Linked DNA regions of Mus musculus: regions 1, 2, 3, 4, 5 and 7 are each linked to region 6. The links are chromatin contacts, called in public ChIA-PET, Hi-C, HiChIP or PLAC-seq and promoter capture Hi-C maps. All regions are on one chromosome and are shown on one strand. The core of a region is the stretch at or near the end of the contact, and the rest is flanking DNA. Distances in the headings are between cores, read along the strand shown.

Region 1 (3,772 bases), core at 1,246-3,745, 990 kb before region 6:
GCCGAGCATCTGTGTTGTGCCAAGACACGGTCTCACTCATCTATGATGATAGTTGAAGCCAAAGAGGGGCCTCAGATATGAATCTGGGGCCCATGTGGGTGAGTCCACCCAAATCGGATGTGATCATCTCCAGCTCCCATCCCACAACCCCAGGCTCATATGTACAAATAAACACAAGGCCAGAGTCACACCCAGGTCTAAACACACAGGGGAGTCTGGGAGTAGCATCCAAGCCGGAAGACTTGGGCCCTGCAAAGGGCTAGAGCTCGGTTGGGAGGAGGTAAGAGTGGTCCAAGGAGAGAACTTCAGCCAGGAAAGCCTAATGGCACAGCCCCTTACCTGACCCCCACAGGGAAACTGGCCTGAGAGCCGGTTACCAGTGGGAAGTCTACCAGGCTGTAGGAATGGGGCTCCGGAGGAGGGGAACAACATAGCTAGCTGCTGGTTCCACTTGCTTCCTGAATTCACCCCTCCCCCCTTCTCATCCAAAACCAGTCCAGCCCCTCCTCCATCCACACAGCCCAATGACGGTGGGCACCTTCTCTCCTTCCGACCTTAGATTACCCTCCATTTACTTATCTGAACTCCCCTCCTCCTGCCTAGGGCACTCTGCTCCATTTAGCTGACTGCTTTGATGGCTCCTGCCTCGGGGTGTCTACTGACTCTGCTTCTTACAGTGCTCTGCCCCAGTGTGCCCAGCTTACTTCCTGCCTGCTCATACCCTCTCTTCATTATCACCATGATGAGGCCCCTTTACCCTGCCGGATTTGCCCACAGCGCCCCCCCCCCCCCACCTCTCTGCACTCTCTACTTTGTAGCATTCCCCGTGCTTATTATCTGTGTTTATTATCTGTCTTGCTTAATAAAGTGTAAGCTCCTTGAAGGCAGAAATGCTTTTTTGATGTGTGTGTGTGTGTGTGTGTGTGTGTGTGTGTGTGTGTGTGTGTGTGTGTGTTTTCCTGGAGCCAAGCACGACTCTATCAGATGAAAGAAAATAATGTTTGTGGAATTGGCACATCTACTTTGCCTCTTACCACAGAAACTGCAGGCAGAGGACTGAGTTGAGGGGAGAGAGGATGAACGCCCCTCTGAATTGTTCTCTCTTCTCTGTCTCTGAGATGTCTGCAGCCAGCTGTACCCTGTCCTTCACACTCTGGCATCTCTAACACCCCCACCAAACACGGACTGACAGTGAGTTTGGGGTTAAGGTGGGTGGGCAGTGGCCAGCGTGATGTTTACATCAGAACTATATAGTTTAGATAAAATCACGAGGAGAGGCATGAAAAACAACCTGGGAATGGGAGGCTGGGCAGGAGAAACTGAGGCTGAAGGAGTTAGGCCAGACCTCAGAGGAAGTCTCCAGTTGAAAGGCTCCATCTGGGCTTTAAAGAACTTTTGTGTTTCAGTAAGGATCATTGTGCCCCTATGGAGCTTCAACTTCACACATAGGGAAGTGAGAGCCCGTTGGGGGTCGGGGGTGGGGCATACAAAAGGAGCAAGGTATCCTTTCAACCCTCTTCCCAACTACCCTACCCCACCTCCCCGACTCTGCGGGACTGAGGGACCAGTGGAGAGGAAGAAGGGTGGAAAGGGAGGGGGGAGAAAAGGCACCAGGGCTTCCACCCTCTCCGCAGGACCCCCACCCCGGCCTCTGGTGCGGGAAAGCAGCCCAGCTGTTTCTGATTCTTTCCCAGTCGCAGCTCCGCCCGAGGGGGTGGGGGACGGAGATACTGGGAGAGACCGAGCTCTGCCGAGCCCTGGCCAGCCGTCAGGGCACCGGCAGGCGGCTGCGTCCCGCCCGCAGGTGTGTTTCTTGGGTGGCTGCGCTGCCCTGAGTTGGGGAAAGCACCAAGGTGGACAAGACTCTCAACGACGGGCGGGACGAGAGTGGGTGGGAGAAGCGGTGGGCGGGGTGGAGGGAACGTTGAGTCCTTCTTGAGAGGGTCCGCCGCCCGAGGCCGGTTGCCTACGGTGGTACCCCTGAGGGCAGTGTGGCCAAAGGAGTCCCACTATCCCGCAACTCTTGCTGGCCGGGTGTCTACCAGTTTCCTAGAAGCGCAAGGATGGGAGGACCAAGAGAAAGTGCATCTTCTGTACTTAAAGAACTGGAAGTGTCCGCAACCCTCTCCACGTCTCTCCCTCGCCACACACACCGTGTGCTCCTTGCCATCAAACGCAGTGGTCCGCGTTGCTGAGTGAAGGGCGCTAGGACCCGGTGGCGTGGCGTGGCGTCGGTAGGGACAGGGGGCTGCAGGCAGGGAAGAGCCCCGTCGCGGGTGGCCAGAGCAGGTGGGGACGCGGCGCGGTGGCGCCCCGTAGAACGGAGGGGAGGAGGCGGCCGCCACACCTAGGGCGCCGGGGAGCACCCGGGCTGGCGCGGGCGGAGCCGCGCTGAAGGCCGCGCGTGTCCCCGGCCCCGCCCCGCCCCGTCCAATGAGAGCTGCGGCCGCAGGGGCTGTCGGCGCGCTCTGGCCCCCGCCGCACTCCGCGCCCCGGAGCCACTGACACCGCACCCGACCGCCCACACCCGGCTCAGCGCTCGTCGGTCTCCTGGCCCTGCACGCTCTTGGGAACCCTGCGTCTGGCTCCCGGGCTCCACGTGCCTTGAGGTCCTCGGTCGCCCATGGTCCCCATGGCCACTCTGTGGGGCGATCTAGGAGACGCCTGAGGAAGCCCAGACAGTGCCCGTCCACGGCCCTGCGGGCTTCGGGGCGGGAGTCTGCGGGGAGCTATGCTGAAGCTGCAGGGTGAGGATGAAGCCGCGCAGCTCGCCCCTCGGCGTGCCCGCGTCCCCGTGCCCAGACCCACGGCCCCCGACGTGTCCCCATCTTCCGCCCGCCTGGGTCTTGCCTGCCTGCTGCTGCTGCTACTCCTGACTCTGCCGGCCCGTGTAGACACGTCCTGGTGGTAAGTATGGTTCTGGGGTTGGTAGGCTTACTGGAACGAGTGCATTGCTCTGGGCATCGGCTGCTTAGGCACCAGAATTGCCTAGGAGGAATTAGAGGAAGGACACAGTCCCAGAAGTTTCCAGTGGCCAGTGAGGAGTTGGAGAAAATGAGGCGCTGGAGAGGAGAGCCCTGGGCATCTGGAAGGAGGGAGCTGATGGTTGAAGTCCCCTAGGCTGCCCCATTGTGCCCCTTGGTATTTCTACTGAAACCTCTACCGCAGAAGCTACTTGGTGATTCTCTCTCAGGGTGGGAACTAGTCGCCTCTCCACATCCTGCAGTGTCTGTTTGGCATGGTCATGGTCTTCAAAAAACCTTACACCACCTAAGAGCCCTTGGAGACACGAGTAGGGGGGGCAGCTGGCTGTCCCCCACATCCCTCTGCTAGTCTAGCCCACACAACGAGCCAGTAGCATCCACGGAAAGGCTTAGAAGTGAAATTGAGGCACAAACTTCCCCTAATGCCCACAACCGAAACAAATTAAATCCTTGGGGTTGCATAACGCAGGCGTTTGTCACCAGCCTTGGCTTTGAGGGTGTAATTTGGAACACCGATGCCCCCTTTTGCTTTCCTGTCCCAGATAACATAACCTCCCGCCTTTCCTCCCCAAGCCCCAGGGGCTTCTAGAGTCTCAAGAGTTGTGAGACCCTCTCTTCAGATCTCTTCCTGCAGGCCTTAATCTTCAGACACTTCCAAAGGGCAGATGAGGCAAAAGGCGTCCAGGATCCACCGGATGCCTGCTGTGTTCTTTGTAGAATTCCCGACCCGGCCCCAGGACTCCTTCATCCCCCTTTGGATACGCATCCTCTTTCCAGGAAGGGCAAGG
Region 2 (4,027 bases), core at 569-3,068, 800 kb after region 6:
GCCTCGTGCGCCACTACGACCGGCTGGTACTCTCTTTTTATTCTCACTTCCTACCCACAGCAGCAAACACAAACACTCTTCCAACCACTGGCAAAGCAGCTGTTACCATAGCTCAACCTCATCTTACCGTTTCATGCTGAGTAATTCAATCGGTTGTCGAGCAGCGAGTCTTTCAAATTCATTTCTCATTATGTCTGTCTGATGCACAAACACCACAAAGAATTAGTAACAGAATCATGCTGAAAATAATGAATGCAGTTTACTGAGATTTTATACTTTGTACTACACATTATAGCGAATCTTTTCCCTTCTCAATCACTACTCAAAAAAAAAAAAAAAAAAAAAAGGATGCTAATATTTGAACCCAGGGCCACTGACACATCCCCCAGTTGAGGTTAATTCTATCTAGAATCTGAAGAAATAGGCATATTCTTTAATTCCATATTCTGCCCAGGCATGAAAGGAGGTGGACATAGAAGAGTCCACCTCTCAAGGATTAACCCTAAACCAGCAGTTTTCAATGCCCTGTAGTCAGCCAGCTGTGGAACTCTGAAAACAGCTTTAATCCCAGCCCCACGTCACGTTGTAATTCACAACACACAACAGTCTTGAATCATTTCAGGAAGTCTCCGCTGCTGCATGACGAACTGACACAGTGTAAACTGTTTGGGTACAGTGTAAATGGTGAAGTCACATGATGTAACATGGACCAGAGCTTAGATCTGGGACTTGAGTTTTCAATTAATTTCTGGGTTAGTACTTTTTACTCTTGCCAAATTTCTTGCAGCTCCCACATCAGTTATGAAACCCCCACTGAGGAGTCACAACCCAGTTTAAAAACCTGGCATCTAGATCCGAAGTATCACACATCCCTGCGCATGGAGCAGTCTCCTTTCAGCCTGAAAGTGCTTCTAACAACATCTAAGTGGTGTTTTTTGGTTGCACTTGTAGAATAACCACTTAAAAACAGCATGCAGTTAGACATGCTTGTTCAGGCATTCATACACCTGTTAACTATCTGAGACTTGGTACAAAAGAATCTCCCTCCAGGGGTGGCAAAGAGTACAGGTACTTAAGATTATAAATATTAAAATCTCGTGAGTGATACCTGTTCTTGAGTGGACCTTAGAGAATAAAGGGCCCTTTTGTGAAATGTACCATGACTCTTCTACACACACACACACACACACACGGAGGTGCACACTATTAAACAAATCTGCAGAAACTAATGGAGCATTTCGCAGGTTCTTGTAGTACGAAGCCCGTGACATGCGCATCTGGCGGTTTCAAACCGACTCACACCTACATGGCACTCAGTACGAGCTGCAGGCACCAGCTAACTTGGAAGGTGGAGTTCACTTTACACAGCTAAAGCCCTCACTCCCGTATCAAAGTCCGCAAGCCTCCTGGCTTACTTCAAAGGCACACTTACTTCAAAGGCAGAATAATCCGGGGCCGTCAGGTAGCTCAGGTAGTTCTTGGTAGGTCGGTATCTGCGCGTCTCCTCCTCCACCAGGGCCGCCGCCTAAGAACGAGAACAGGCCAGGGTCGCGGCGGGAAAGGGCGGCGTGCCTTCGGCGGACCCGCCGCACATGACCCGCACTCACCGCTTCCCGCACGCCGGGTGCCTCATAGCCTTGGTCAAAATATGGTAGCGCATCTACCACCACCTCTCCGGCTACCAAGCCCGTGCCCGCCATCGCGCGGCACTAGGCTTCAAGAGCGCCTTCTGAGTCTGCGCAGCCTCGGTTCTAATTCCACTGCGCCTGCGCCTGGAATGACGTCACACACGCCGCTGCCTTTGGGGCTTCGATTCGGGCGCACGCGCAGTTGGTAATTATAGCCACTAGGCTCTAAGCCTAAGCATCACGTGCTGGCGTGCCGGGGTGCCTTTCTTTGTATGGGTGCCGTTTTTTTTTTTTTTTTTTTTGAAGGAGTGGGTAGGGCAGACTTCGGAAGAGGTGGTTGCTGGACTTGGCTGGAGGGGAGAAATATATTTTCCACATCCTTTAACCTTCCATTGTTTAGACTCACATAGTGCTGGGCTTCTAGCGCTCCCTTGCTTTATCCTCATTTCGCAGCCGGTCCCTTAAGAATGTTCTTTTATAGAAACTAGAAATGTGCGCCTATTTTCCAATTAAATTTTTAGATCCAACAACCTGAGGGGTGCGGCTCAATGGCAAAACCAGGTCAGTCCGCAGCACTGCAAACACCTCATCCCTTCCATGACTGTAATTATAACTATAAAATGCCTCATTTTAGAAGCTCTGCCTTGGAGTGGAGGCAACTCAGGGGAGAGCTAGAAGCCCAGAAAAAGGGAAACTCACAGGAATATGCTAGGGTGACCATAAGACTTGAAGCAACAGGGGATATAGGACCTGAAATGGCCACCTCCTGGAACCAGGCAAGACTTCCAATGGATTGATGGGGACACCAATCTACCCACAAAACCAAAATTTGTCCTGCTTACAAGATGTGTGGGGATAAAGATGGACTAGAAACTGAGGGGATGATCAAGGCCCAACTTGAGACTCATCCCATGAGAGCAAGCCCACCCCTGACACTATTAATGTTTTGCTACACTTCCAGACAGGAGAGGCTTCGCCCAACAGCTGCTGGAAACAGATGGAAAGATCCACAGCCAAACATTAGGCAGAGCTCTGGGAATCTTGTGGAAGAAGGGGAGGAAGGAATGAAGGAACCAGAAGGGTCAAGGACACCACAAAAAAAGCCATACAGAATCAACTAACCTGGTCCCGCAGGGGTTCACAGAGACTGATCCACCAACCAAAGAGGCTGCAATGGACAGTCCTGGATCCTTACACACATGTAACAGATATGCAGCTTCTGTGGGACCCCTAACAGCTGGAGCAGGGGCTGTCTCTGACTCTGCCTTTGGACCCCCTTCCCCTAACTGGGCAGCCTTGTCTAGCCTCAACAGAAGATAGGCCTAGTCTTACTGCAACTTGCTATGCCAAGGCTGATATCCACGGGAGGCCTCCCCTTCTCTGAGGAGAAAGGGAGAAGATGGGGAAAGGAGAGAAGAGAGGGAGTAGGAGGATAGGTGGGAGGGAAGGCTGTGATCAGATAAAATAATGAGAAAATCTTGCTATTTTTTGTCTTTAGGGCCTATACAAAACCCAATCATTTTTGCCTTTAGGATTTGTGGTAATAAAATATTACTCCACGTTGCCTCTCAACCCCTCAGGCTGTAGTTAGCATACATTCTTTGTAAAATATCTTCCAGACTAAGAGGTAATGAAAAAAAGATTGTGAGACTATATAAGCTATCCAGTGTACGTTCAACCAAGAGCTTTGGAAAAGTTGATCTCGGTTATAATCCTGGTTAGTCTAAGCTGGATTTGAGTATTTACGAATTTACATTGTGTAAATGTGCTGTTTATGGGTTTATGTAAAGTGTGTGTGTTGTGATTTGATAACTGCCTCTCATACATAGGCTTAGGGATTTGAACACTCAGTCCCCAGCTGGTGGCGCTGTTGCAGAGGTTTAGTTACTTTTGCTCTCTGCTTTCAAGTTGCCCTTTGAAAATGTGAACTCTCCCGCTACTGCCTTCATGCTTCTCCACCTGAATTAACTCTCAGCCCTGGAATGTAAGCCAAGGCAAATGTTCTTCTTTAAGTTGCTTGGTCAATGTTCTATCACTGCAATAGAAAAGTAACCACTACACATCTTATGTGCATTTGTTTTAAATTCTCCAAGAGATCTGTGGGAATTTTTTTAAAATGCCTTTATCTGTAAACATTTGATAGAAATATTGAACAATTCTTTTTACAAACGTATTTAGAATTCACAACATTTACAAAAACAAATTACAACAAACTCAAGGAAAGGAAGCAGCTTTAGATCTTAAGAAGGTTAAGACTCTCCCAAAAGCAGTCTCCCTGCAGAGGGACAGTCATGATTGACCACAGTAAACCCTCCTTCCCCATCTTATAAACAACCAGTCATGAATTGTTCCATCGGGATTGGAGTGTAGGAAGAAGGAAAGGAGAGAGCTGTCTGGGA
Region 3 (3,615 bases), core at 98-2,597, 820 kb before region 6:
ACTGGGAAGAAGGCATTCGCTATGCTGCATATCTCCTTCAAAAATGAGGTCTGAGAGGTATATCCAGGTAACCCACAGGATTTCCTCCAACTTCCCCACCTACTCCCATTAATTCAACCAGTCTAGCTGTACACAGGCTGGCGGGGACAGCCCCAAGCCAGGGTGGGCAGTGTGGATGGAGCGTGATCCCTAGGACACTTAAACACTAGTCACATCCCCATGCGTGAGCCCCGGCTGTCCCACAGCAGCAAGGCGGCTGAGCATCTGATGGTGGGAGGCAGAGGCCGGAACTTCGTGGCTGTGTTAGAGCCTCCAGCTCCGAAGACTTTGCATCTAGGCTCTGCTTAGGCCAGAATAATTGGGGACTCAGGCCAAGCCGGGACATTAGGCCGAAGGCCAACATGGCATGGATGGCCTGGCTAACACTCCCTGTGAAAGGCGGCTCCAGCGGAACTGCCCCACTAACCCTAAGAGAGACAACGAAAACTTCACCCAGGGCCGGGAGAGGGGTCTGGAACTTCTGGGACCTTCCCTAGGACAAGCCACTAGCCTTCCTTATTCTCTTGATTTCCCAGGTGATCCAACAGGCCTTTGTACTCTGCTCCCCCCGAGATCTAGGCGAGGAATCACTCTTCGGGCAACACCTTTTCCTTAACTTTAAAGCCAGAAGTCAAGGAAGAGCTGGACTCCAGCTTTCAGCCCAATTCCCTAACACTCCCTAACTTCCCAAGAGGGTACGAGGAAGAGTTGGGGATTGGGGTGTTTTGTTCTTCCCCACCCCCCTTCACTCTCAGACACATATACACAACACAGGAGCGGGATCTTTCCTAGTCTTCTCAACCTCTCAGCTCAGATCAGCTCCAAAACCCGTCTAGGGCGGCGTCCAGACCCGCCAAGCAGTAGCAGCCTCCAGTGGTCACATCCCATCCCTATTCCCGCCATTCCCCATCCCAGGCCAGAACTCCCACCCCTAGCCAGCCTGAGGCCCTGTTTCTTACTCCCTGCCCGGAACTGGAGCGTCTGGGTTGAGTCGCTCACGGAGATCTAAGTGTGTCCCTGGCCCAGCTAGGGAGGTCCAGAAAGGAAAGACTCAGAAAGGGAAGGACTCTGGGCTCTGGTTCGAGAGCTTGGAAGGCTAGAGCGCCTGGCCCACAGCTTGGGGCGCTCTCTCTTGCCTGGCCCGGAACACCCCCCGCCCCCCAAGCCGCTCCCGGAGCGATCCGGGAATCGGGAAAGTGCTCTCCTCCGAGGTCAGTTCCCACGACGCCTCGCCACCCACCAGCTGGGGCCCCGGTACCTTGGGCTCCACCGCCTCCAGCTGCGCGGCCAGTGCCGGAGGCTGAGACTGACCCGGGCCCCGCCCCACTCTCCAGCACCGCTCTGGGGCGGGTCCATCAAGGGAAGGGGGGGGGGGTCGACGGGGGCGGCCCTTAGCTTGGCCCGCCTCCGCTCCCGGCCCCGGGCGGCCGCAGGTCACCCCGGCTGAGGACCCGGCAAGGGGCGTAGGGCTGGCTGGAGCTGGAGGAACTGTGCCCGGAGATGTCTGGATTGCTGGGTGGTGAGCGGGCGGGTGGGACCCCGGATAACTCGGCCTCTGCCCCACTTCCAACCCGTGGGGGGCGGACCAGCTTCGGGAAAGTTGAGCGGCTTCCAGGGTGGGGTCAGCGAGGGCCACTGCTGCCCTCGCGTGGCCATCCAGACCTCGAAGCTCCAGTATTTCCTACACCCTACCCGTGACCGAGGGGATGGGTTATACAGAAGCTGCCCACTCTCTTATCCAGGAATCACTGCAGTAAGTGCAACGTGACGCTATCCAGAGCCCTGGAGACCTTTTGTGATCTGCAGTCCCCAGCCACCATCGCCTTAAAAGTCCCTTCCTTCCTTCGCTGGGAATTTCCCGACGTCCTGTTAAGAGCACACTCCTGGAAGTGCTGCCGTGTCCTCAGCTGGAAACTGACCTCACACTCCTATTGTATTGTTGTGCTGTTGATCCCAATCTGAGGTGTTACTTACCTGATCCTGTATCTCCTTCCTTATAAAGAGCCAAAGAAATGGGTGTATAAGGAAATCTACCAATGCTTTATTTACTAGTGCTGGATACTTTAAACACACAGGTCTCTAACTCTGGAATAAGTTCACCCATACCCGTTCCCTTTTGCCTGTAAAGAAAATGAAGCCCAGAGAAGTGGTTTCTCACTATTTGTGACAGCAGGAATTTCCAGTGAGGTGAGCCACGATGACACACAAGAAGCAAAGGCAGATGGATCTCTATGAGTTAATTCCAGGCCATCCTGGGCTACAAAAACTAAATCAGTCAAATTTACAAGCAGGCCTGTGAGGCACCCAGGCAGGTGCTGGCTGCCTGCTGCCTGCCATGCTCCCCCTCCTACCTGCCCTCTGTACCATTCAACCAAACTCTGCTCGTCATAGGTTTCAACAAGTATTTCCCAGAATAAATGTATGTCATATGGAGTCTACTGCAGGTGCAGCTGGCCGGGTGGTTCATGCCTGTCATCTCAGCACTCCCGAGGGGGCAGAGTTACCACAAATTCCAGGCCAACATAGGCTGTGGAGTGAAGCTGTCTCAAATCCAGGCAGACAACATACGTAGACACTCACTCAGGATTGGAAGCATGGACCATACATTTGATAAATCATATAACTGAGGTGAAGGGTGTTTTGTCCACCAGGCCTCTGAATTCATTCAGTAAACATTGGTTGAATGTGAACTGAAAACTATGTACTAACCATGAAACTCTGCCTTCAGATAACGTATAGTCTAGCCCAGCAGTGGTGGTGCATGCCTTTAATCCCAGCTCTTGAGAGACCAAAGCAGGAGGATCTCTATGAGTTTGAGGCCACCCTAGTGTCCCAAAACTACTTAGCTAATTCTAGGACAGCCAAGGCTACACAAAGAAACCCTATCTTGAACAAAACATAGATAAAAATAAGCAAACAAACTTACAGTCTAAATGAAGAACAGACAGTCGAACATAGCTAACAGTTCTTGAAGCTTTATTATGTGAACCTTGTCCTTCCCCACCCATACCATGTTTAGTTCTTACGAGGCATTATTGTTATCTACAGTTTAATGAGGCGTGGAGGCTCAAAGAAGTTAGTGTTTGGGGGTCAAAACACTCAGACTTACAAGTCCCTGCTCTTGGGGCTGGAGAGATTGCTCATGGTTAAAAGCACTGGCTGCTCTTCTAGAGGACCTTGGTTCAATTCCCAGCACCCACATGGCAGCACACAACTGTCTATAACTCCAGTTCCAGGGAGTTTCAGTTCCAACACCCTCATACAGACACATGCGCAGGCCAAACACCAATGCACATGAAACTAAAAATAAATTAAAAAAAAAAAATAAAGAGTCCCCTGCTCTTAATGGCTACTTCCCATTGGCTCCTCCTACAGACAGTTATAATCCTGGAGGTAATTGCCTTGGCAGCATCTAGGGGCTGTAGGGTACTCAGTCCTGGAGAGCAGATGAAATAGTCAAGAAAAGGTAGTGTGGGATATAAACTAAGTTGGAGCTATGACAAGCCAGAGTTTGGAGGCAGGAGGGTGGTAAAGATAGTGAAACAGTAGCTGGAATCACATTATGAAGGTTCTGAG
Region 4 (3,577 bases), core at 150-2,649, 690 kb after region 6:
TGTCTCTTTAGTCCACCCTCTGCAGAAGCGCCTCAAACCTCCCTCTCAGCATCCCCTCCCCCAGCCCCTCGCAGCCGGCACCCCTCCCTTCTCTCTCCCCATATCTCCGGCGGTGCAGCTTCTCTGGTAACCGTCCCCGGGGCCGTAGCTTTCGTCTCGGAGACCTCTCTGCACTGCACCGTCCGAGCACCCTCGGCACCCCAAGCCGCCACACCAGATTCTCCCGGGTGCGGCCTGCTGCTCACCTTGCTGGACGTCACCGTTGCTGCCCCCAGGGATGGGCACGCTGAGCTGGCGCTCCGGCTCCGGCAGACAGCGCAGGCAGAAGGAGTGCAGGCAGGGGAGCAGCTTGGGCTCCGCCTCGCGCCGGCTCTGCAAGCTCTGCTGACACACCGCGCAGGTGTCCAGAAGCGAGGCTGGTGGTCCGAGAGGTGGCCCCGACGAGGAACCAGGAGCCGGGGCGGGAGCGGGGGCCGGGGCCGGGGCCGGGGCCGGGGCCGGGGCTGGGGCAGCAGCTGGAGCCGGCGTCGATGCCGCGCCTCCGGGGACCGCGGAGCCCACTGAGGCCGCGGGGACCGAGGCGGCCGGGGCCGAGCTTGAGGAGGCCGCGGCCACCCCCCCGTCGTCGGGCCCAGCCGCACCGCCCTCCGCGCCAGCCCTGCCGCCTTCCTCCTCCTCCTCCTCCACCAGCACCGCGGCGAGAGGCGGCTCCGCCTCCTGCGCCGTGGGCCCGGCGGCCCCGGCGGTTACCGGCGCGCTACCGCTGCCCCCGCCGCCACTCTCTGCCTCACCGCCGCCTTTGTTTTCCGCCATGTTTTCCTCTTTGAACCCGCCGGACCGCCCCGCGCCGCCCGCCGCTCGCGCCGCCGCCGCCGCCCCCAGCCTCAGCCGCAGCCACAGCAAGAGCGGCCGCCGAGAGCGAGCGAAGTAGCGAGCGAGCGAGCGAGCGAACGCACGAGAGCGCGCGCGCACGCGGCGCCCCCGCCCTCGCGTCGCGGGGCGGGAGGGGTGGGCACGCGCACGTACGCACCGACGTCCTCCGGAGGGAGGCGGGAACTCCGGCCGCGCGCGCTCGCGGGACAGACCGCGATGCAGCTCCGCGCCTCGGTGTGGTCTGTTGCCACCCGGCTGGAGTTGTGTAGCTCGGTAGGAGCTGGTGGAACTGGGTCTCTATGATGTGGCTGCTAGCGCCGAAGCCGCGGTGGTGCGGGAAGAAGGGAGGGAAAACATGCAGGAGTAGGAGGCCGGCTTGCGTTCGCCCCCGAGCGAGCGTCTCCACGGCGACGCCATCCCCAGCGACGGGCGCGCCACCGCGGAAGCTTCACCTGTCGCGCGCTTGGTCGCGGAGGCCTCCTACCGAGGAGGTGCGGACCACCTGGGTCTTCGCTGGGTGTTGCTGGACCGCGTTCTCTAGAGGGCTGTGACACCCGAGAGCGGCTGCGCAGAGTTCCCCCCACCACGTACACACACACCCCAAAAGTCTCCAGATATAGGCTCCTGCGGTGAGACAGAAGTCTTCTAATAGCTATTTTTAGCTTCTTAAGGTGATTCTCCAACGTTGCTACATACCTGAAAGCCAATCAAATGAGCTTTTTTCTAAACAGAGATGCCAGGGCCACACCCCAAAACAGAATCAGGAAGTTGAAAACCAGATGAATGTTGAAAAGTCCCTGCGGCTGATGTGCCAGTTTGGGAGACCATGTTTCTAACCAATATTATATCCCGAGAATCTCACTCGGCGTCCCCGGGTGGGCCAGCTGACTGTCCTCACCACCTCAATCTTAGAAGCTTTATGAAAGGGTTTTGTTTTGTTGGTATCGGGCCTCTCCGCCTCAGGCTGCCATCAGACCTTCATTTAGCCAGTGCTGCCAGAACAAGTGTAACTTGATATAGTGCCCACCTGTAGTCACCTGCAGGGAGACTGCTGAGTTCCTGGCCAGCTTAAGCATCAGGCTTCATAGGGAGACCTTGCCTCCAAAAAGAAATGGGGGAGGGGAAATGATGTAAGTGCAACAGCTGTTTTAATGTGAGTCTCACAAGCCCGTCCTAGACCGTAGTTATACAGGAAATTTATTTGGGTGAGTTTTTAAATTCACAGAAAAGCGTTTTTCATCAATTCCTTCAAAATCTCTTCTGACTTTCGTGTTAAGATAGAAACGTTGGGGTTCCTGCAGGAGAACAAAGAAACTCTCTGCCTTCAAGAAGTTGACAGTTTAGAGGATGAACATGGAGAGTATGTCGGGGGAAATGATAAATGCTTTGGAGTAAAAATAAGGCGAGTGTAAAGGATTTGTGCTGATTGAGCAAGGGCTCTGCTGATAAGGTGAAGAAACCTGGCTTGCACAAGAGTATTCCAGACAGGAGCAGGTGGCAAAAAACAAAGGGCCTAAGGCAAACAGAGACCCTGGAATTAGTGTGAGAGGAATGGCTTCAACAAGGAAAGGAAAAATAGGAGATAACACTTGTGGTCGTTTGAATAAAAATGGCCTCCATGTGGCCAGGCCTGGTGGCCCACGCCTTTAATCCCAGCACTCAGGAGGCAGAGGCAGGTGGATTTCTGAGTTCGAGGCCAGCCTGGTCTACAAAGTGAGTTCCAGGACAGCCAGGACTACACAGAGAAACCCTGTCTCAAAATAACCAAAAGAAAAAACAAAAACAAAGAATGGCCTCCATAGTTTCATTTATTTAAATGGTTGGTCACCTGGGAGCAGAACGGCTTGAAAGTATCAGGAGGAAGTATGTCACTGAGGTGTGCAAAGGTATGCAAAGAACACATTAACTTCCATATGCTTTGTCACTAAGTTCAAAAACCACAAGTATCAAAGAGAACAGGATTTCTGCATCTAATCATTATCTACCAGCTTTTCTGTATTTCCAGGACCACGGAGGAGGACATTGGTATTCCAGTAATAAATACAACAGTACATAAGCAGAAATTTCCAATTTACAAAGTGCTTTCAGACATATCCCTAACTTTTTGTTGTTGCTGTTGTTGTTGTTTTGGTTTTGTTTTTGGCTTTGGTTTTTCAAGACAGGTTTTCTCTGTAGCCCTGGCTGTCCTGGAACTCACTCTGTAGACCAGGTTGGCCTCAAACTCAGAAATCTGCCTGCCTCTGCTTCCCAAGTGCTGGGATTAAAGGCGTGCGCCACCATGCCCGGCATCCCTAACTTTTGCAATTAATAAAATATATACTAGCTTAAATAATAAGTAGATTTTTAATATTATATAAATATATTATAATGCATTGGCTATCTATTGCTAAACAATAAGGTAGTTTGTAATATTTTATTAAAATACTATGATTAGCATTATGGCCATCCTTTACATGTCTCTGTTCGGAGTATTTTTAAAAATGGAATTGCTGATCCACATAGTACGGCCATTGTAAAGGTTTTTGATAATACAAATTCAATATCTTAGGCTATTAAATAATCATTAGGCTAGACAAGAATTTTCTGAACGGAACAATAACACAGAGCTAGCCACAAATGTCACCAGATGGAGAGACTACATGTAATTGAAAAGTTTCTCCACAGCAAAGGAACTGTCAGTAGAGCACAGAGACAGTGCACAGAA
Region 5 (3,500 bases), core at 432-2,931, 580 kb after region 6:
AATTGTAATGTCCTAAGTGTCATTGGTTGCTGTTTGTTTGTTTTGTTTTGTTTTGTTTTGTTATGGGGGGGGGGGGTTGGTTGGTTTTGGGTTTGGGTTGGGTTTGGATTGGCGGGGCAGGCGGGGGGGGGGGTTGGTTTTTGGTTTTTCTAGACAGGGTTTCCCTCTGTAGCCCTGGCTGTCCTGGAACTCACTCTGTAATCCAGGATGTCCCCAAACTCAGAGATTGCCTGCCTCTGCCTCCTGAGTGTGCCACCACTCCCAGCTCCTGTTCGTTTTCGAAGCCTGGCTGGCTAGGTCTGTAGACGCCATGTACTGTCCAAGGCTTCCCTAAGACAGCTCCTTCCCTAATTAAGTCATCCACGGCTGGTCTCTGATGTGTGTACTCAAGGACCCAAATAGTAAAGAATCAACAAGGGCTACAGGGAATTGGAGGGCTGGCTGGAAGATTGGATTTTAGAGAACAAGGCAGTAAAATCCAGCTAAGATTCAAGGAATCTGGCAGCTGCTGGCCCTGGGTGGTAAATTGCTAAAATTAAATTATCACTTAGAGTCACCTGGAATAAAAAAACCTCATTCAGGCAAAACGTTGAAGGCCATATTGCTACTCACACAGAGCAAAATGAAAAGCAGGAGTCACAGGAGCTGTTGTGAGTGTGACTTCTCCTACGAAGACTGGATAGATGAAAAAACGAGAAGTTTAAGCCTCTCTTTTCCCACCCGGAGATTTTCCAATAATGAGCAAAACCAACCTCTTCAAGCACAGCCAGGCTTCAACACCTGTTGAATTGATACCCACCCCGCCTTCCAGCTGCGGTGATAGTGGGTCACGTGGTTCAGGGAAGACTGTGACTCCAGAGTCTACTGTAAGGACACTTAACAAGATCTGAAGGACTCAAACTTCCTGAACGTTGAAACACCTGTGTCCTCTGCGTTCGCTTCTGACTAAAGTTCTGTCACTTCCTGCGCATGCGTCCTTGTGGGAGCACTCAGTCTCTTCTCGGTCACTCCCTGCGCATGCGTCCTTGTGAAAGAGCGCAGTCTCTGCTCTGTCACTCACTGCTTTACAGGTTTCTAAAGACAGTCAGACACCAATGTGGCCGGGAAGCAGAACTCTGAGCTTGTTATTACAAGAAAAGTTAAAGGCCCATCAAAAGACTGTCTGAGCCAGGCTTGTGCCTGCAATGCCAGCCCTCAGGAAGCTGAGTGAGACAGAGTCTTAAGTGAGGTCAACCTAGAATATTAGGTGACTCTCAACCATCTAGAACTCCAGTTCTAGCAGCTGATGCCCTCTTCTGGCCTCCGAAGTCACTGCATGTATACACACGGTACATAGGCACACATGCAGGCAACGCCCACATACATAAAATAAACTAAAAGCTAAAGAAAGATGGTTCTGGAAGAAAGCCAGCCAGACTGCAAAGATGGTGGGAGAGAAGCTCTTCTGAGGACAGTATTTTCTCTGCCTAGACCAGAGTGTGTGGTGTGGTGTGTGTGTGTGTGTGTGTGTGTGTGTGTGTGTGTGTGTGTGTGTGTGTAAGGCACATGCCATAGAAGGGAGTGGGGAGCCTCCAGCCTTAGATAAGTACATCTAATCGCTTAGCTGTTATGTATGTTATGTTAGCTATGTTATGTTATGTAGGAGGACTGTCTGAGAGCAGGGAGTTGTCCTATGTCTATAGACTGACTCAAACCTCTTCAAAGTCTCTGTGCAAAACAACAGCCACCACCATCGCCACCACCCCACCCTGGCCAAAATGAGCTAAGGTGCTGACTTCTGCCCACCACTCCCTCCCCACCACCTACCCCTCAAGATAAGCACCATTAAATTGTGGGTGGGTAGGAGGAGGAGCAGATCATGATGCACAAAGGTCTTTAAGCCAGGGCCAGAGTCCTCAGGCTTAGAAATCTATGTTCAGACTCAATGGGTGGCAGCTGGGACCAAGCAGAACCAAAAAGACCTAAGTCTAAGACAATACTAGCCTGGCCTGACAAATCTTGGGACTATGAACCAGGCAGTCTCTTTGCCTAAAATGGAGTTGAGACAGCCTCTGTGGGGTAGGTCAACTGGTAAACATCTTAGATGTGGTAGGTGTCAGCCCCTGAACCTTCTTCCTGTGTATGAAGAATTTGCCACAGGATGGAGGGCAAGAGGAAGAGCCCCTCCTTCCGCCAAGGCCCGTTCTCCCCCCGACTCTGTACCCATAGCATTTCAGGATGTGACACAGAGACATAGGGACAGCTCAGGTTCCACCCAGCCACTCTAGTGTGGCCCAAGATGGGAGGCAGTGTGTTCATTGAGGGACCAGCAGGTCCTGACCAGCTGGCCCTTGTGGTATGTCCCTGGAGAAGTGTCTAACCATTGTGCTTCCCCCACACTCCTGTGCATTCTCCTAGCCTGGTCTCCAGCTTGCCTGCCAATTCTGGACAGACCTAATATCATTCCATTAAATTCTTTTTGCTGCCTTGGTCACCCAGCCTGCTGCTGCCGCTGCTTAGATAAGAAGCGCCACTGGGGCAGTCAGCACAGATGCGGTTTGAAGTTGTGCCTGTGTGGATATGAAGTAAGCTGCAGAGAGAACCCCTGGGAAGGAGGAGACTGGGGTGGGGGAATCTATAAAGGGGAGTAGTGGGAGCTGGGGGTGTGCCTTGGTGGGGGCAGGGGGAGGAACAGCCAATGGAAGACACAGGAAGTGAAGAGACTTGAATACCAAGAAACGCAGTTCAAAGCTCACTATCTGAAACTGGAGTTATTCTGTTTGTGAATAAGGCACAAAGTAGGTCAGTGCCTTTCACACATGCCCTGAGCGCTGTAAGGAGAAAGAGTGACAGGGAGTGGAGATCACAGACGTGGGAAATGTCTTTGAGTCAACTTCATTTCTTCTCATTCTTCTATTGTTTTCTATTTTCATATGTGTGTGGAGCGCATATGTATATATGCATGTTTTGCCTGTATGTGTGTAAATTTGCATGTGTGGGTGCATGTGTGGAGGTTTGTGTAGAGATTCGAGGTTGATGGCAGGAGCCAGCCTCCATTGCTGTCCTACAAGGCAGGGTATCTCAATCAAACCCAGAGCGCTCCCAGACAGCTAATTCTTGCTAGTCAGCTAGCTTTGGGGGATCCCTTGTGCCCACCTTCCATGGCTGGAATCACAGAAGAGCCACCATGCCGGCCCAGCTTTTATGTGGGTTTGGGGGAATCTGAACGCTGGTCCTCACATTTTTTGTGACTAACATGTGAACCTCCGAGCCATTTCCTCGGCCCTCAACTTCATTGCTTGATCTATTTTCTGAGCAGTTGAAATCTTCCAAGGTTTCCCACTAGCCATCATCATATTCTTGAAATTCTTTTCATTAACAATTATCCCATTTAGATTATACATCGTAAAGATGGCTGACTGTGAGCCAGGTCCTTCTATCCCAGCAACTACAGAACCGCAGCGGGAACTTTCCTTTTGTTATCTTTTTTTATTTTTATTTTTCTAATCCAATTGTCTGTT
Region 6 (3,837 bases), core at 55-2,554:
GGGATGTTTTAAAAAAAAAGAAAGAAAAAAAAAAAAAGGCTGAATCTAAAAAGTGAAAAAAGCAACCCTCCAAATATTTTACACTAAAGATCACCTAAAATTCCACTCCCTGAAGAAAGCATCAATGGGAATCAGAGAGGAAGAAAAGGTAAGGAGCAGCTCAATCAGACGATAGTAACAATCTGAGCCATGCAGATAAGGATTTCATTCTTGTCTTTATAAAAAAAAAAAAAAATTAAAAGACTGATAATTTGCAAAAGCAAAGCATTGTAGTAGTTCGTGTATGCTGCCTTGAGAAAGGTGACTTACAGCTCACTTCCTAGAACCTAAAACTGTGTTTATAATGACTTTGCACATCATTTTTTATAATTATGTTGAGATGTTATATAAGAACATGTGATATTACCAAACTTAAGGAAAGTTAACAATATTCTTTAAGGGAGTTTTTTGCAGGGAGTATGGTTTACAAACAAAAACTACTGTTGTTACCTTCTTCTGATACCATGATATAGCATCTCTCTCATTTGAGGCCATCTGTGTCTCCAGCCAGAGAAATGGGATCTCACTGAAAACGAAGGAAATATCTCGGTAAGTCCAGTTGTTTCAGGTCATTGTCCCGTTTGGGGGTATGGCTTAAAATCTGCTTCTCTCAGTCTCTCCATTAGCTAGCTGCTCTTACTCAGGGTGTTCGCCAGAAAGAGGTGGGGGGAGGGGGAAATAGGCGAAACAGCATCCGAGAAGCCTCTGCACCACCCAGCACAAGAATGGATGCGGGGACAGCAAGTACCCGAGCTGGCCTCCCGCGCCCTCTGCCTCCCCGCGGCCGGCTCACCTGGTGCCCGCTGCCAGGCAGGCTGCCGGCCGGGCCCCCGCTGCTCAGTGACCCCCGCCGGACCGAGAGGCCGGGGGCGAGGCGGCGGGCCCGGCAGGCCGCATCTTCCCCCAGAGGCCCGGCCGTCCGCCTGGCCGTTACCATGGAGACCGCGGCGGCCAGCCCTGCCCCGGAGGCAGCCCAGCGTCCTGCGCCGGGAGGAGCGCAGCCTGCAGCCACAGACGCCCGACCTAGGCGGCCACAGAACAGGCCATGGGAGAAGCCAGGAGCCAACTGGGGAATGAGCAGAAGGAAGCGGGAAGGGTGCCTTCGCCAGCCACCTCGGCACCCGCAAGGGCTGGGTGCCCGGCTGGAAGCCAGCAGACGGCCCCGGGCCGGAGCAACGGCGCGCGTCCTCCGTGAGGGACGGGCCGCAGCTCCACAAGCTCTCGATGCGATCGGCCGCTTCCGCCTTCCGGCTCCGCCCCCGGCCGCCTTCCCGCCGCTCTGGCTGCCCGGAGGAAGAAGCCGACAGCCGCCTCGCGTGTAACCCTCGACGCTTAACGGAAAGTCACCTCAGAAACGACCCTCCCAGTACCCGTCGGTCCCCGGGAGGCTGGTCCCGATGTTCCAGAGGTTCCTGTGCGGGTCTGTAGCATTTAGCGTGGTGTTTACTTCATGTCCTTGTCTCCTTTGGGGGGACGAGACTAGTGCAGGGCACGAGCCTTCGCTCGAGTTCTCCGTTCTTGTTGGATGGACAAATGTTGGTGAATTTGCGCGGCCTGGAACGCGGACAGGCTGCCTGTGGCCCAGTGGTTCCTCCTTCGGCTCTCGGCAGCTCTGGGACAAAGGCTTTCTGCTGCCCACACAACACTAAGGGGATGCACAGGGCTCGGACTGCACTGGGACTTCCCCCAAATCGGAGAAAATGGCTGTTTATAGTGATTTAAAGAGAGGTCCAGAGAAAGGGCAACTGCACTCTAATGTAAATATAAATATGTATACCCACAGGGTTTCTAAGCTGTTCTTGTCTCTACACATTTGTGTGCACCTTAGTGGTTTGTTTCCAGGGGCCACTGTCTTGAACTTATTAAAAGCTAAGTCCTTTCTTGCCCTAGGCACTAAGCATTTAGTTGATGTAAGGCTAAAAATGGGTAATAGTTACCACTTAGGCAGTCTCCAGCCATTAAAACAGCATCAAATGAAAGTTATCCATACTGTGAAACGACTAAAATGTTAACACCCATAGGAATTATTTTTAAAAATTGCCTCACCCATTGGCAGTGATCCCCACTGTATACCCCTTAACTGTTCAGGGTTAAATAAAAAGCTGTTGAGCCTTAACAGCCCCTTCAGTGCTGCTGGACAGTGGAGCTCAAGGCAACAACCAACTCATTTTGGTAAATGACCTCAAAAAATTACTGTTAAGACCTAAATTTAACACTAATAACAAAAGCATTTGGCTTCATTGCCAAACACACGAGAGGTTTTCTGGGCTGTGGCTGTACTTTGAGGAATAGAATTGGTGGTACAGCTGCAAATTATTTTTCAGGAACCCTGGTAAAAATTTTCAGTGTTTTATTAGGATGCTGCTGTGTAAGGCCAAGCTTTGAACCCCCCAAAAAACATTCAGGCCCCAGCTCCCAGTAATGAACTGTCATTTTAGGAAATTGACTTAACAAGTCTGTTTTCTCACCAGTGTTGTGGAGATAATTAACCCCCTCCTATCTATGAGAACTGATGAAATACTGAGACCCTTCTAAGACCTAAATGCTGTCAGGACAGGCACTTCAACTACAGAGTTCACACAAAACTTAATGAGGAAAGGGATTCTCTTGTCTCCCATACTCCATCCACATCTGAAAAGTAAGCATCTTCATTATTATGCCATGCATCGTCACAAGCCTACGGCTGCTCTAAATGCAGGTAACCAATTTTAAGCAGCAATAAGGACAACTATCACAAATAAAAGCTTCATTTTTCTTCAAAACTAGTTGTACCTCAGTCTGGGTATCTCTGACTTTTTCTTTGGCAAAGAAAAGTCCATGATTTTCTTCTAAAGCTTAAAACTAAAATGGCAAAAAGAAGGTGAGTAGATGGATGCATGTGTGTGTGGAGAAGACTAGTACTCGACAAACAGGGTGCCAGCAATGACAACTCCCATGTGCTATTCATTTTGAAACATCAGTAAAGGACAAATCAGACTTTGTTTATTAAAAAAATACTTTACAGGAAAAAAAAGAAACCTATGCATTCCATTGTCCTACTTTACAAAGAAATAGCTTAACAATTTAACACACTCAGACAGCTACAAAAAAGCACTGTGTTAAAAGAATTATTATTCACACAAATTTGAGATTTAAGACTATCCATTAAAAACCTTTTAAAACACTTGTTAATGTCAATAAACAAACTAAGGCCACACAAACGCAAATAGTCCGCCAGGCAAATTAAACATTTCATCTATATGCAAAGACCTCTTAGATAAATTAAAGCCACAGGAAAAAAAGTCTTAGCTGCCAATCAAAATGAAGTTTAGTCACAGAAAACACTATTACATGAAAATTTACAACGTGTGATAGTATTACATAAGTATTTCTTTAGAGAGAATTGAAAAGTGCTATATTTTAAGAGACGGTGGTCTCAACTACATGCACAAGTGGATCCTAAAAAATGTATGGAGATTTTTTAAATGGAAGGCCATAATGTTTATGGATACTTGCTTTTAAAGCAACAGACTTCCAGGACGAGGATAAGTCCTTTATGCACTTAAGAAAAACACTGGTGATGTGTATCTCCTCTACTTGCATGACCAGTAAATACGGCTACAGACTGTCTTGAAACATGAAACTTAGCACAAATGTGAGCCTCTGGCATGTGCTACTGAAAGGATGAAACAGATTTATTAGAAAAACACAAACTCAGTAATCCTAATTATCTTTAATAGATGCAAATAAATTTAAAAGGCAAATACAGATGAAAATATAATGGGCTAATATTAATGATAAAGGATATATTCACTAGGA
Region 7 (3,716 bases), core at 690-3,189, 670 kb before region 6:
CTCCTCAAACTAAGAACTTTCATATTTAACAAGGTCACAATCTGATAAACCAACAGCATCTACTTAAACCCACAATGAAATGACTGAAATACACTTAATTAAACATTTATTCTAGGACTGGGCATGGTAGCAGACGCTTTTAATTCCAGCACTGGGGAAGCAGAAGCAGATCTCTTCTGCGCTCAAGGCCAACCTGGTCAACAGAGTTCCAGGACAGCCAGGGATACACAGAGAAGCTCTGTGTCGACCCCCCCCCCCCATCTAAAGTCTTGAATTATTGGTCATTTCTTATGATACTTGGAAAGCAAAGTTGTAAAATTTAGTCATTTTTACTTTTTTTTTTTTTTTTTTGAGAAGGGTCTCACTATGTAAAGCCTATACCTCCTGCCTGTACACCTTGGATTTAATTTCCGAAAGGTTAAGGCGATGGACTGACCACTTCCTTCTCCTTTTTTCCTCTCTCTCTCTCTCTCTCTCTCTCTCTCTCTCTCTCTCACACACACACACACACACACACACATACACATCCCCGAAGACTTGGACTTAGAAGCACCATTTACCACTTAATTAAAATAAATGAATGATGAATAAATAAATTCAAGAGTCTCTTATTCAGCTGAGAAAAACAAGCAAAACACGAGAACAAAAACCCACCCTGCTTGATTTAATTCCCATCCACCCTTTCCCAAACTCTCGTACAATTACTAATCTCACACATCAGCATATACTCATTTAAAACCAAAGTAATTTTTTTTCAATGCCGACGATCAAACTTTGGAGCCTCAGGCATGGTAGGCCAGGCAGGTAGGTACTCATGCCACTGAGCAACACACCCCGAGCCTAAGCGGAATGACGCCTTAAGATTTCAAAATTAGTTATGGGTAAAAAAAAACAAAAGTAGTTTGTCACTGTGTAACTACTAGCAGTAGCCCGCCAGTTTATAATGAGCCACTGGAAAACGGGAAAAGACTGAAGTAGTAACACGTGCGTTTCCTGGTTGAGTGATCAGACGCTAGTTTTCGTAACTGCTGGTTGCACCAAAAACGCCATCATAAAGAAAAGCTAAAATGTACTCGGCAAAGGGATGTACTTGGCCCAGAAAGTGTGCTCTGACCAAATATAAGGACGTTTAAATCTGCTCCACAGGGATGCCTTGGGACCCCGTGCCCGCGGCAGACGCGCCGAAGCCACAGGTTGGACCATAAAGAGCCCCTTCCTCAAAGTTCACTCGAACCCCGTAGTCTTGTACCGGCGGTCCGCAATGCAGCTCCTCACATTCCTCACACCACTCTAGCAAGTCACCTGGTGGGACACCGATTGGCAGACCGGGGAGGCTGGGCGGGTATGCCACGAGTCCTAAGTAACTCCCGCCCCAGCAGAAGGCGGCAGGAGTGCACCACGTGAAGCGGCCTCAGGTCGTCCCTCTTCCCGACCTAAGCATCTCTCCAGGCGCCTAGAGTAGGCAGCGCTGGAAGCGTCTCCCCCAAGGTCACCGGGCACCATGACCCGACTCCCGCAGCCCGGCGGCCGCCACCTGACCACGGGCCCGCAGCTCGGCCGGGAGAGACGCTGTGCCCAGCGCCTCAAGGTCCCCTTCACCCACGCCACGTTCCGGGCCACGCGGCTCCGCGCGCCCAGGATGCCGCGTCGCTCGCCCCGACCCTTGCCCCAGGGAGGAAAGTCCCCGCGTGCCCGCGGGGCTCCGCGACCCCACCGGGGCACCAAGGGCACCGCGGATTCCGTGCCGCGCGCTGCCCGCTCAGCCCGGACTAACCGTTATGTGTGTCTCGCGGCGCCCGGAGTATGCGTGACGCGGCGGCGCGGGCCGCAGTTCCTCGGAGCCGGGGGGGTCCCGCTCGTGTCCCCTGCCCGCCGCCGGGCTCCTTGGCTGCTGCACCTACACGACCGACCAGTCACGTCGCAGCTCGCCACTTTGTCTGGCGGGGCAGGCGCGGCTGCCTTATAACCCGCGGGGGCCGGAGCATGCGCACAGGGGGTGGAGTCGGCCTTCCCGGCCGCCGCCCCCTCCCTGCCATACATACTCCCAGCTCGGCATCTCGCGCCTCCACACGCTGCGGGCTGCGCGTGCCCGCTCGCTCGCTCGGGCGCGCGCGCCGGCGCCCCCCTTCCCGCCACGTGACCCGGCGCCGCGGCCCGGAGACCCCGCACATCCTTATCAGCGCTCTGAGGGGGTAGCTTCTTTTGGCGCGTGCCGGGGACGCCATCGTGGGCCTCACCCCTCAGGCTCTGGAGGAGAAAAGGGGAAAAAAAAACTGCCCTGAGGGCGGACCCTGAGGTGCAGAGGGCGAAGGCGATGGACCGTCGGAGTCCGGGGACTGAACAGCATTTTGAATGGACGGACACTGGTAGACTCCGATGTGGGCCTGGAACCCGGGCTCGGGGACCCTGGGAAGTTGCTGGAACCCTCCGGGCCTGTTTCCTTGCGCTACATCAGCCACTATGGAGGCGTTAGGAAGTTTAATGTGCGATTTTACGCAAGTATCTCGTCACAGAGCCTGACCTGTGGCATTTGATGAACGCTTAGTTTAAGGACAAGCCGGTCAGGAGAAACTGGCCCCGGGGCAGAGAGTGTGTACGTTGGAAACGCTGATATGAGCATGCTCTTAGGCCAGAAGTTTATGAACACTGGATTTGGGGGACGGGTCGGGATTATGGCTAGTGGGATTAGGACAGTTGCATGCTAAGTAAGCACTGTACCAGAATTATCTTGTATGATCTTCACAACCGTATTAGGTGCCAAGAAGATCTTGTAACTAAGGAACCCCGGGCTTCACGAGGTTAACTGGCAGAAGTCACCAGGCTAGGAAGTCGCCAACATTTAAAGTCAAAGCCACAGAGCCTGGTGTCACAAGAGCCATTTTCGGTTCTTCACCAAGCCCAGATTCCAAAGTGTCTTGAAGTGGTAAACTAGTGAGTACTCTTGATGGCCAGGACCCTTGATATTTTTATTATTACGAGATGGGTATTTGGTTGGTTGTTTTTGATTTCTTGTTTTTTTTTTTTTTTTTTTTTTTTTTTTTTGAGATAGCCTCGTGTGTGTGTATAGCTCCACCTGGCCTGGAACTCATCATGTAGATCAGGCTGGCTTCGAACTAAGAGAGCAAACATGAAAAAAAAAAAAAAATCAACCCGCCTCTGTCTCCCTACCGCTAAGATTATTTGTTTAATTTTGTGTTTTGAGACATGGCCTTATTATGTATTCTCTTGGCTGGCCTGAAACTTGTAACGTTGATTAGACTGGCCTCAAACTCAAGAGATCCGCCTGGTTTTGCTTCAGTGCTGCTATTAAAGGCATGTGCTCCATCACACCCAGTGAGAATATTTTTTAAAGTCAGGCCTTCTGGCTTCCAAGGCTCTTACTGCATACCAAGATCCTGCCCTCCCCGCCATTTGCTCTTCGACCTCTCCCTACCTACACTGGTTTTCCTAATCCTCCGAAATAGGCCCTCTACTTAGTTTTGTGGATGAAGAACCAGAGATTGAAAAGAGGCCCTGTGTGCCCCAGCACTCAGGAGGCAGAGGCAGGCAGATTTCTGAGTTCGAGGCCAGCCTGGTCTGCAAAGTGAGTTCCAGGACAGCCAGGGCTATACAGAGAAACCCTGTCTCGAAAAACAAAACAAAAAACCAAAGAGGCCCTGTGTGCCTTCAGCTCCCCTCTGCCTCCTTTCAGTATGAAGAGTTCATACTAGGAACTC

Evidence for each region. Promoter capture Hi-C pulls out the DNA fragments that hold promoters and counts their contacts. Hi-C and Micro-C count contacts between places; a contact is called where the count stands out from the background. ChIA-PET counts read pairs in DNA pulled down with a chosen protein or histone mark. HiChIP or PLAC-seq counts read pairs in DNA pulled down with a chosen protein or histone mark.
Region 1: a contact with region 6 is called in a FOXA1 HiChIP or PLAC-seq map of pancreatic cancer cells. The contact joins the promoter of Wnt2b here to the promoter of Phtf1os in region 6. A contact is called at or near these places in 1 of 39 promoter capture datasets (cranial neural crest) and 1 of 115 datasets of contacts at active chromatin or transcription factors (pancreatic cancer cells).
Region 2: a contact with region 6 is called in an RNA polymerase II ChIA-PET map of memory CD8 T cells, with 10 read pairs. The contact joins the promoter of Bcas2 here to the promoter of Phtf1os in region 6. A contact is called at or near these places in 2 of 39 promoter capture datasets (erythroid cells and liver) and 1 of 115 datasets of contacts at active chromatin or transcription factors (memory CD8 T cells).
Region 3: a contact with region 6 is called in an RNA polymerase II ChIA-PET map of memory CD8 T cells, with 16 read pairs. The contact joins the promoter of Rhoc here to the promoter of Phtf1os in region 6. A contact is called at or near these places in 6 of 39 promoter capture datasets (cranial neural crest, hippocampal neurons, liver and 2 more), 4 of 115 datasets of contacts at active chromatin or transcription factors (astrocytes, forebrain, memory CD8 T cells and 1 more) and 2 of 9 other capture datasets (adipose tissue and liver).
Region 4: a contact with region 6 is called in a promoter capture Hi-C map of liver, with 4 times the contacts expected there. The contact joins the promoter of Trim33 here to the promoter of Phtf1os in region 6. A contact is called at or near these places in 2 of 39 promoter capture datasets (liver and pre-B cells) and 1 of 115 datasets of contacts at active chromatin or transcription factors (memory CD8 T cells).
Region 5: a contact with region 6 is called in an RNA polymerase II ChIA-PET map of memory CD8 T cells, with 120 read pairs. The contact joins the enhancer-like site here to the promoter of Phtf1os in region 6. A contact is called at or near these places in 2 of 39 promoter capture datasets (3T3-L1-derived adipocytes and liver), 5 of 115 datasets of contacts at active chromatin or transcription factors (the SCID.adh cell line, T-cell acute lymphoblastic leukemia, double positive thymocytes and 2 more) and 1 of 9 other capture datasets (adipose tissue).
Region 7: a Hi-C map of B cells shows a contact between it and region 6, with 15 read pairs. The contact joins the promoter of Slc16a1 here to the promoter of Phtf1os in region 6. A contact is called at or near these places in 8 of 39 promoter capture datasets (cranial neural crest, embryonic stem cells, hematopoietic stem and progenitor cells and 4 more), 1 of 484 Hi-C or Micro-C datasets (B cells), 7 of 115 datasets of contacts at active chromatin or transcription factors (the 230-238 cell line, the NIH/3T3 cell line, astrocytes and 4 more) and 2 of 9 other capture datasets (adipose tissue and liver).

Annotation. Positions count from the first base shown.
Region 1 is chr3:104,960,432-104,964,203 of GRCm38.p6, reverse strand. It overlaps Wnt2b (wingless-type MMTV integration site family, member 2B), which reads left to right and starts at 2,495. Exons shown (of 5, transcript NM_009520.3): 1 at 2,495-2,907. The coding sequence starts at 2,732.
Region 2 is chr3:103,169,446-103,173,472 of GRCm38.p6, reverse strand. Bcas2 (breast carcinoma amplified sequence 2) reads right to left here and starts at 1,818. Exons shown (of 7, transcript NM_026602.4): 1 at 1,608-1,818; 2 at 1,433-1,525; 3 at 128-198. The coding sequence starts at 1,700. It overlaps Dennd2c (DENN/MADD domain containing 2C), which reads right to left. Exons shown (of 19, transcript NM_001384113.1): 19 at 3,735-4,027.
Region 3 is chr3:104,786,766-104,790,380 of GRCm38.p6, reverse strand. Rhoc (ras homolog family member C) reads right to left here and starts at 1,347. Exons shown (of 5, transcript NM_007484.2): 1 at 1,298-1,347.
Region 4 is chr3:103,277,115-103,280,691 of GRCm38.p6, reverse strand. Trim33 (tripartite motif-containing 33) reads right to left here and starts at 1,399. Exons shown (of 20, transcript NM_053170.3): 1 at 246-1,399. The coding sequence starts at 813.
Region 5 is chr3:103,384,277-103,387,776 of GRCm38.p6, reverse strand. No RefSeq gene overlaps it. Among named protein-coding and RNA genes, the nearest start is that of Gm25869, 41 kb to the left of the region's middle. Within about 2 kb of position 1,681, at least 61 of the 459 cell types and tissues checked have an H3K27ac peak or open chromatin away from gene starts, as enhancers often do. A contact at or near this core is called in the SCID.adh cell line, T-cell acute lymphoblastic leukemia, double positive thymocytes and 1 more, where this site is marked.
Region 6 is chr3:103,965,783-103,969,619 of GRCm38.p6, reverse strand. Phtf1os (putative homeodomain transcription factor 1, opposite strand) reads left to right here and starts at 1,304. Exons shown (of 1, transcript NR_030676.1): 1 at 1,304-3,837. It overlaps Phtf1 (putative homeodomain transcription factor 1), which reads right to left and starts at 1,362. Exons shown (of 19, transcript NM_013629.2): 1 at 833-1,362; 2 at 490-565. The coding sequence starts at 534. It overlaps Rsbn1 (rosbin, round spermatid basic protein 1), which reads right to left. Exons shown (of 8, transcript NM_001356556.1): 8 at 2,984-3,837.
Region 7 is chr3:104,636,887-104,640,602 of GRCm38.p6, reverse strand. Slc16a1 (solute carrier family 16 (monocarboxylic acid transporters), member 1) reads right to left here and starts at 1,939. Exons shown (of 5, transcript NM_009196.4): 1 at 1,775-1,939.